2 separate regions of the Triticum aestivum genome follow, and region 1 is linked to region 2. The links are chromatin contacts, called in public Hi-C maps. All regions are on one chromosome and are shown on one strand. Each heading gives the region's core, a stretch centred on a gene start, on an enhancer-like site or on the middle of the called end of the contact. The rest is flanking DNA. Distances are from core to core; before and after follow the strand shown.

The links. A called contact is a pair of places that touch in the nucleus more often than the background predicts.
Region 1: a contact with region 2 is called in a Hi-C map of leaf, with 4 times the contacts expected there. The contact joins the enhancer-like site here to the promoter of LOC123150150 in region 2. A contact is called at or near these places in 2 of 5 Hi-C or Micro-C datasets (both in leaf) and 1 of 1 datasets of contacts at active chromatin or transcription factors (leaf).

What each region holds. Positions count from the first base shown.
Region 1 is chr7A:182,411,466-182,414,930 of IWGSC CS RefSeq v2.1, forward strand. No RefSeq gene overlaps it. Among protein-coding and RNA genes, the nearest start is that of LOC123150150, 240 kb to the left of the region's middle. Within about 2 kb of position 1,631, at least 4 of the 8 cell types and tissues checked have an H3K27ac peak or open chromatin away from gene starts, as enhancers often do. A contact at or near this core is called in leaf, where this site is marked.
Region 2 is chr7A:182,174,514-182,178,196 of IWGSC CS RefSeq v2.1, forward strand. It overlaps LOC123150150 (phosphatidylinositol 4-kinase gamma 5), which reads right to left and starts at 1,826. Exons shown (of 2, transcript XM_044569955.1): 1 at 1,583-1,826. The coding sequence starts at 1,763.

The sequences.
Region 1 (3,465 bases), core at 381-2,880, 240 kb after region 2:
AGCTGTTTTTTTTTTTTTGTGAAAATCCAAGTTGGACGCTACTAGGACAAGCCACGTACTCCCTTCGTTCCAAAATAAATAATTCAATTTTGCACTAACTTTAATATAAAGTTAGTATAAAGTTGGGCTATCTATTTTGGAACGGAGGGAGTATTATATATACACAGTACCCAGTGATCACGTATGTACAGTACAAATGATCAGCGATGTGTTGCAACTTGCAAGTGTCTACTCTCTCCATCCACAATTACTTGACAAAGAAATTGATGTATCTTAGATGTATTTTAGTTTTAGATGTATTCATTTTTATTTATTTCCGGGACAAGTAATTTCATACTCTTTTTATTCTAAAATATAGTGCGCCCGCGCTTCCCGATGTCCAATTTTTACTATAAATTTAACCAACGAGACCGACTGCGGCGGGAGAAAAAAATTATATAATTGAAAACTTCTTTTGAATACAAATTCACTGGTATAACTTTTGCTCCCGCCGCAGTCGGTCTTGTTGATTAAATTTATGATCAAAGTTGAAGCACGGGAATAGAGGAAACACTATATTTTGAAACGAAGGGAGTACGAAGAAGATGTATTTGGCATGCATTAAATGATGATGCACGTGCGTGCTTGCTCACTGGCTCAGGCAGTCAGAGACAAACGCTGATTAAGAATTAAGATGCAGCAACTCACTCTGTGGGTGGTTGGTGGAAATTCTAGGGGTTCCCGGCGGCGAGGAGACCCTCCGACTAGGAGCAGCCCGCATGGCATCCGCATGGTTGCGACCTCACTCGCTGTCATGGAGGGTGAGGCTGCAGCGCACACCAGCTGACAACGACGTGTGATGAGCCGGCTGAGTTGGCAGAATTATCTGTACACCTCGGCGGAAAAAGGAGAAGGAAAGTGCACCCAAAAGCGCACGGATGCGGGTGGGGCGTCTAGCTCCTGTCTTCGTCTTGACACTGGCTAGCATTTGACTGGACGCTGTGACTCGTGACCGGTAAAAGTAAAACACGGAAGGATTGGGCTGACGACCGACGCACCTAAAGAGTTGGAACGTACGTGCACGGAAGAGAGCAAGATGGAGGAAATAGGTTTCGCGCGCATCATGTCAAAAGTGTCGTTTGAGATAAACCGCTCCTTTAACCGATCAAAGCATAAAATACCCATGCATTCCAACAAAAAAAGTTATTCATGTTTTATTATGCATGCACTATCGACCCACTAATACTCACTCCGTTTGAAAACATAAGTCTTTAGAGATTACAATATATACGAAGCAAAATGAACACTCTAAACTATGTTGTACATCTGTATGTAGCCGTATTGAGATCTAAAAAAAACTTATATTTAGAAATGAGGAGTAGATAATGAGCCCCGTAAAACACTTAAACAAAAGATCTGGCGTAGCATGGGTGCTGCTTACGTGGTTGCATCACGGGCCCCTTCATTTGCATAATTAATCATCGCATGTGGCGGAGAAGGAGTCGGCAAACCGTCCAGACACATGACCGCACGTGGGTACCAAACAGGAAACAACGGCTCGATGGATCCATCCCGCGTAGACGTAGGCGTCCTACTTTAGGTCCACGTACAACGTATCTCCGCGACCAACCGGTCCACACAGAGATCCCGTCTCCAAAAGCAACAGTTTGTCCATCGTAGCCGTCCATCTGTTCAGCGCATTCTGTCTCGGACGTCCACGCTCACACCACGTCTCGCGTGCTCACGTGCTGTCAGACAGGACGGGAGACGGCCACACGAGCGGTCGGCCGGCCTCGCGGTGACGGGGTACTCAGTGGGGACACGAGGCGCAAATAAAAAGTATTCGCTTCATATTGAAATATTTGTTGGATAAATGGATAAAGGCAATTGTATCTAAAACTAAAATATATTTAGATACATCCATTTCTCTGACAAATATTTTCAGACAAAAAAATATTTGATTGTGGATCTTGTTCCATCTCCGAGGACATGTGGAGTTAAGGCATTTTTTCCTTGTGCATCAAAACACGACGAAATATCATGACAATGGGATATGGACTATTTTAACCATCCAATGTCGTGAATCAAACATCTGCGGACAACAAACCTGTTCGACCGACTAAAATTTCACAAACCGAAGACAAACATAGGTTTACACGTGTCCGAACATCCATCACATAGACGCCTGACTGTCCAGTCAGAGCCGACCCTAAGAGCATCTACATCCAGAGATAGCAAATCCATGCCCTCAATCGTCCGTAGACACGTCCGGTCGCGTCCGCGCACACGTCTCATTTGTTGGCTTCCACACCCTCGCCCCTCATATCCGAAACCTAAAAACTATACAACCCATGCAACGCTACATAAAAAGACAATCAACAAAATATAAACTACTAAAAACATAGTTAAAATATAAACACAATAGGGAAGGGCAGAGGAAACCACCATTTCCTTGTCGGCCCCTTCCCCTTCCAGTCGTCGATGCGGTTGTGGCCCTCCTCCGTGTAGGCGTTGGCGTGCGGTGGTGCGTCGTCATTGCTTTCACCTCCTTGCTTGCCTTGCGCTCCGACAACTCGATGGCGAGTCGGAGTGCCTTGGCATTCTTGCGGCAGAGGCGCCGCGCATTCGTCTCCGTCGTTGTGAAAGAGCGGCGCAGGACCGACGCGAGGAGCGCGGCATCGGGATCGACCGTCGTGCGGTTGACGCTTCCCCTGCTGCCGCCCTCTCCGCCGTGCGCTGCCGCTCGCGGCGGGCTGCTCGTGCCTCGAACTCGGGCATCCTCGTGTGCGCTGGCGCTAGCGCGGTCACGCGGACCCAGTAGTGGTCGGGTACCACTTCCGGAACAGATGGTGGTGGTTGTTGGCATAGCTAATGGACGGGGGTGGAGCAGTCGGAGCTTCGCGCCAGGCGGGACAGGTCGGCGACATCGTCGGTGCTGCGTCGACGGGCGACGGGCGCTCAGGAAGAAGATCCGCCGCTACCGACACCGCCTTGCTTGAGCAGGGACCGCCTCAAGGCGATGTGGTGCTCGAGCCGTCGGATTCTCCACCAGAGCCACCGCTGCTTTCGTCGCCTGAAGGAAATATGCCCTAGAGGCAATAATAAAGTTGTTATTTATATTTCCTTATATCATGATAAATATTTATTATTCATTCTAGAATTGCATTAACCGGAAACTTAGTACATGTGTGAATACATAGACAAACAGAGTGTCCCTAGTATGCCTCTGCTAGACTAGCTCGTTAATCAAAGATGGTTAAGTTTCCTAGCCATAGACATGAGTTGTCATTTGATGAACGGGATCACATCATTAGAGAATGATGTGATGGAGTAGACCTATCCGTTAGCTTAGCACTATGATCATTTAGTTTATTGCTATTGCTTTCTCCATAATTTATACATGTTCCTATGACTATGAGATTATGCAACTCCCGAATACTGGAGAAACACTTAGTGTGCTATCAAACGTCACAACATAACTGGCTG
Region 2 (3,683 bases), core at 576-3,075:
TGAGCGAGAGCTTGCGAGGGGCTGGGTGTGTGGGGGTGCGACAGGGAGAGGGACAGGGGCGATGTGTAATGGAGGGGTTTAATTTAAAGCCCTGAGCAAACCATGGTTAGGTTAGAGAGGTGCGAGGGGCGCGTGAGCTGGGATTGGCCGGGGCAACGTGTGTGCGTGCGAGGGCCTTCTTCCTCCGGCGACCCTCGACTCTCATCTAATTGGATGGCACGGCCTTGTGCGTTTTTCCGCGGGCCTATGCGCAAATTCCCGGCGAACCATGCAGGGGGGCCGCATGTAATTCGTCCACAAGAAAGAAATTATAACGTCGAAGATGACACGATTGGTATATTGTAAAAAATGGCATGATTCAATAAGAAGTCGAAGATGGTACGACCTAGATGGGCAACGAATGACATAAAGATCATCAACTGGAGCGACAGTCAGAACATTACCATGACCACAATGGGAGTGCGGCCATCGGTCGTAGGTGAAACTTACATGCACGAACATAGCACATGCGTTGGTGGAATATGACTGTGGAAACGCTGCACACCCAAACAATCTTGCACTACCGAATCAGGCACCACCCTGCCGACCAGAGATAGGGGAAGGGGGAGGGGGGGTCCATGGAGGGATCAGTTCAACCTCAAAATATGGAGGGTGGATACCGATGATCGGCGGGGGACAACATAGGTCCATGATGACAAAAAGTAACCGTCCCCGGCCACCCCAAGGAGAATGAGGTGATAAGGAAAACATCCAGATCTGTTCAAGGATGGTTGAGGGGGGGGGGTCATGGGAGGGATCAGTTCAATCTCAGAAATATGGAGGTGGATACCGATGATCGGAGGGGGACAACATAGGTCCAGGATGACAAAAAAACCCAGCCCTGACCACCCCAAGGAGAACGAGGCGATAAGGAAAACATCCATATCTGGTCGAGGATGGTTGAGGGGGGGGGGCATGGGAGGGATCAGTTCAACCTCAGAAATATGGAGGTGGATACCGATGACTGGAGGGGGACAACATAGGTCCAGGATGACAAAAAATAACCAGCCCTGACCACCCCAAGGAGAACGAGGCGATAAGGAAAACATCAAGATCTGGTCGAGGATGGTTGAGGGGGGGGGGGCATGGGAGGGATCAGTTCAACCTCAGAAATATGGAGGTGGATACCGATGACCGGAGGGGGACAACATAGGTCCAGGATGACAAAAATAACCGTCCCCGACCACCCCAAGGAGAACGAGGCGATAAGGAAAACATCCAGATCTAGTCAAGGATGGTCGAGGGGGGGTCTACGGGAGGGATCGGTTCAACCTCAGAAATATGGAGGTGGATACCGATGACCGGAGGGGGATAAAAAATAACCAGCCCTGACCACCCCAAGGAGAACAGGCGATAAGGATAACATCCAGATCTGGTCGAGGATGGTCGAGGGAGGGGGGGTCCATGGGAGGGATCAGTTCAACCTTGGAAATATGGAGCTGGATACCGATGACCGAAGGGGGACAAAAAATAACCAGCCCCGGCTACCCCAAGGAGAACGAGGCGATAAGAAAAACATCCAGATCTGGTCGAGGCAGAATACCAGATTCATGTTGTGTTGAGAGGCCACAGACCACCAACACTCCAGCCAAAGGATTACAGAGGCACAGACAGCCGGAAAAGTGCCACCTCTGATGCCGGAAGCACCATGATACACTGCCGGAAGCCATGCCCGCCATTGTTGCCACCAGCAGAGGCCGCAACACATTCACCATGGTGTCCATGGCCAACTAGACCTAACGCACCCAGCAACCAAAAATCGAAGCCATGCGATGATGCCTCGTCGCCGCCGTCCTTGGTTGTTGCGTGGGCTTTCCCGGCGGCGACCTCAGACGGCGCCGAGCAGGAGAGTTGGTAGTGAAAGGAGGGTCGGTGGCGACTAAAGTTAGGGGCATTGCTCGAGTCGCCCAGAGAGAGCGACCCGACTACTTATGCGTGATTGTAGTGTTTTTTTTCTTCTTTTCTCGGAAGGTGTATTGTAATTCCCTTTTTTTCTTCGAGAAAGCTCGTTTTGTGGTTATTACCGAATCGGTAAACACACGCGAAAGAGGACAAAGAAGGCAATGTCATTACCAAAGGTGAGTCCTTGGATTACCGCTAAACCTTATGTAAGGTTTTATCTATGACTAGCATCAATAAGTTTAGCTTGTGTGTTTGCCGAAAGTGTTCTTCTGCTCCCTAGTCCAAATGCACCTGCCATGAACATTAAAAAAACAGTAAATAAAACAAAAGAATTCTGAATAGTTTTTGCAACAAACATTATTGAATGTTCTATGCACGTGATTTTTTAATACAAATCATTCCTAATGCTCTAGACGAAGGAAAATAAATCAATGCTCCAAACCATTCTAAAAAATAATCTTTTTGGAGCATCAATTTTTTTCACCCCGAGCACTAGCAATGTTTTTCATCATGAATTTTGCTCGTATGTAGATAATTCAACAATGTTTAATTCTGGTTTTTTAAAACTATTTATAATGGCACATTTGAGTTCGGGAGCAGAAACTCCATGCCATTGTTTTGTGTAGTTTGCATATGTATTCCCGGTGGTAAAAATTAAGCATGTGAACTAATAATAGTTCTATCAACTTATATAGGCTTGCAATGCTTATGCCATTTTTGGAGTAAATGCAACAGTCATGGCTTTCGAACTCAAATGTGGCATGCGTGGAACAATTCAAATAGCAAAACACTGTTTACACACGACTGAATTTCATTTTCCCTATATAGAAGTTAATACACTATTTCATATAGGAGAGGAAAAAAATCGCTCAGGCTCCCACTCAACATTTTCTCATTTCTCACCCTGTCATGGCTATATTCTTATGCCCCCCTCCCCTACCCCCAACCCAGAAAATACTGCATTGTCATGCACATATTTGCATTAACGAGCGGAATCCCGTTGTAAAATGGCTTCCAGCTAGTTCTTCTTTGTACTCATATTCTTTTTCCCCAGACGATAAGTTACGCCTACCGATTTTCGTCCGTAGTTTTGCATCACCAATCTTATCTCGATCGATCTTCTCCGGGGGGGATAGGCGTCAGTTTTGTTCTTGACATGTATAGTGCGTGGAAAGGCAGCTCGAGCATATCACCGCCCCCACCTGCGGCCATGGGCGGAGCCGAGAAGCGCCGAGCAGGCTTTGGGCTTGTCCGCCACTCAAACCGAACGTTTTTTGTACCTCTACCGTGGGAACGGACGCGAGCCGTTTGGATTTACCGGGGAAGCGTCCCGGCCACAACAAGATTTCTTGTCACCACCCCGTGCCGTGCATGCGGCCATGCACACCCCCATGCAGCCGCGCGCGCGCGCGCTGGGCGGGAGTTCGTGAGGTGCTTGGCCCCCGGTTCAAGTTAGCTAAACCAACGGCGGTGGCGGTCGCTCGGCCCGAACCGCTTTTGTTGCGCTGCGTCTTGCGTGCCGTGCGTGCGTGCGTGCGTGCCATGCACCGGCCTTGGCCCCCGGTTCAAGTAAATTAAACCGGCGGTGGCACGCAGGAACCGGCCGTGCTGGCTGGCCCGGGCGCCGTTGGCGTCGCGGAGGATGGATGGATGGATGCCGTCTAGCCCATGCCGGTTCATCCGCGGGGGATAAGGGATAAGCGTCATGTCCATGGTTTTTCTCTTCTTCTTCTTCTTCTTTA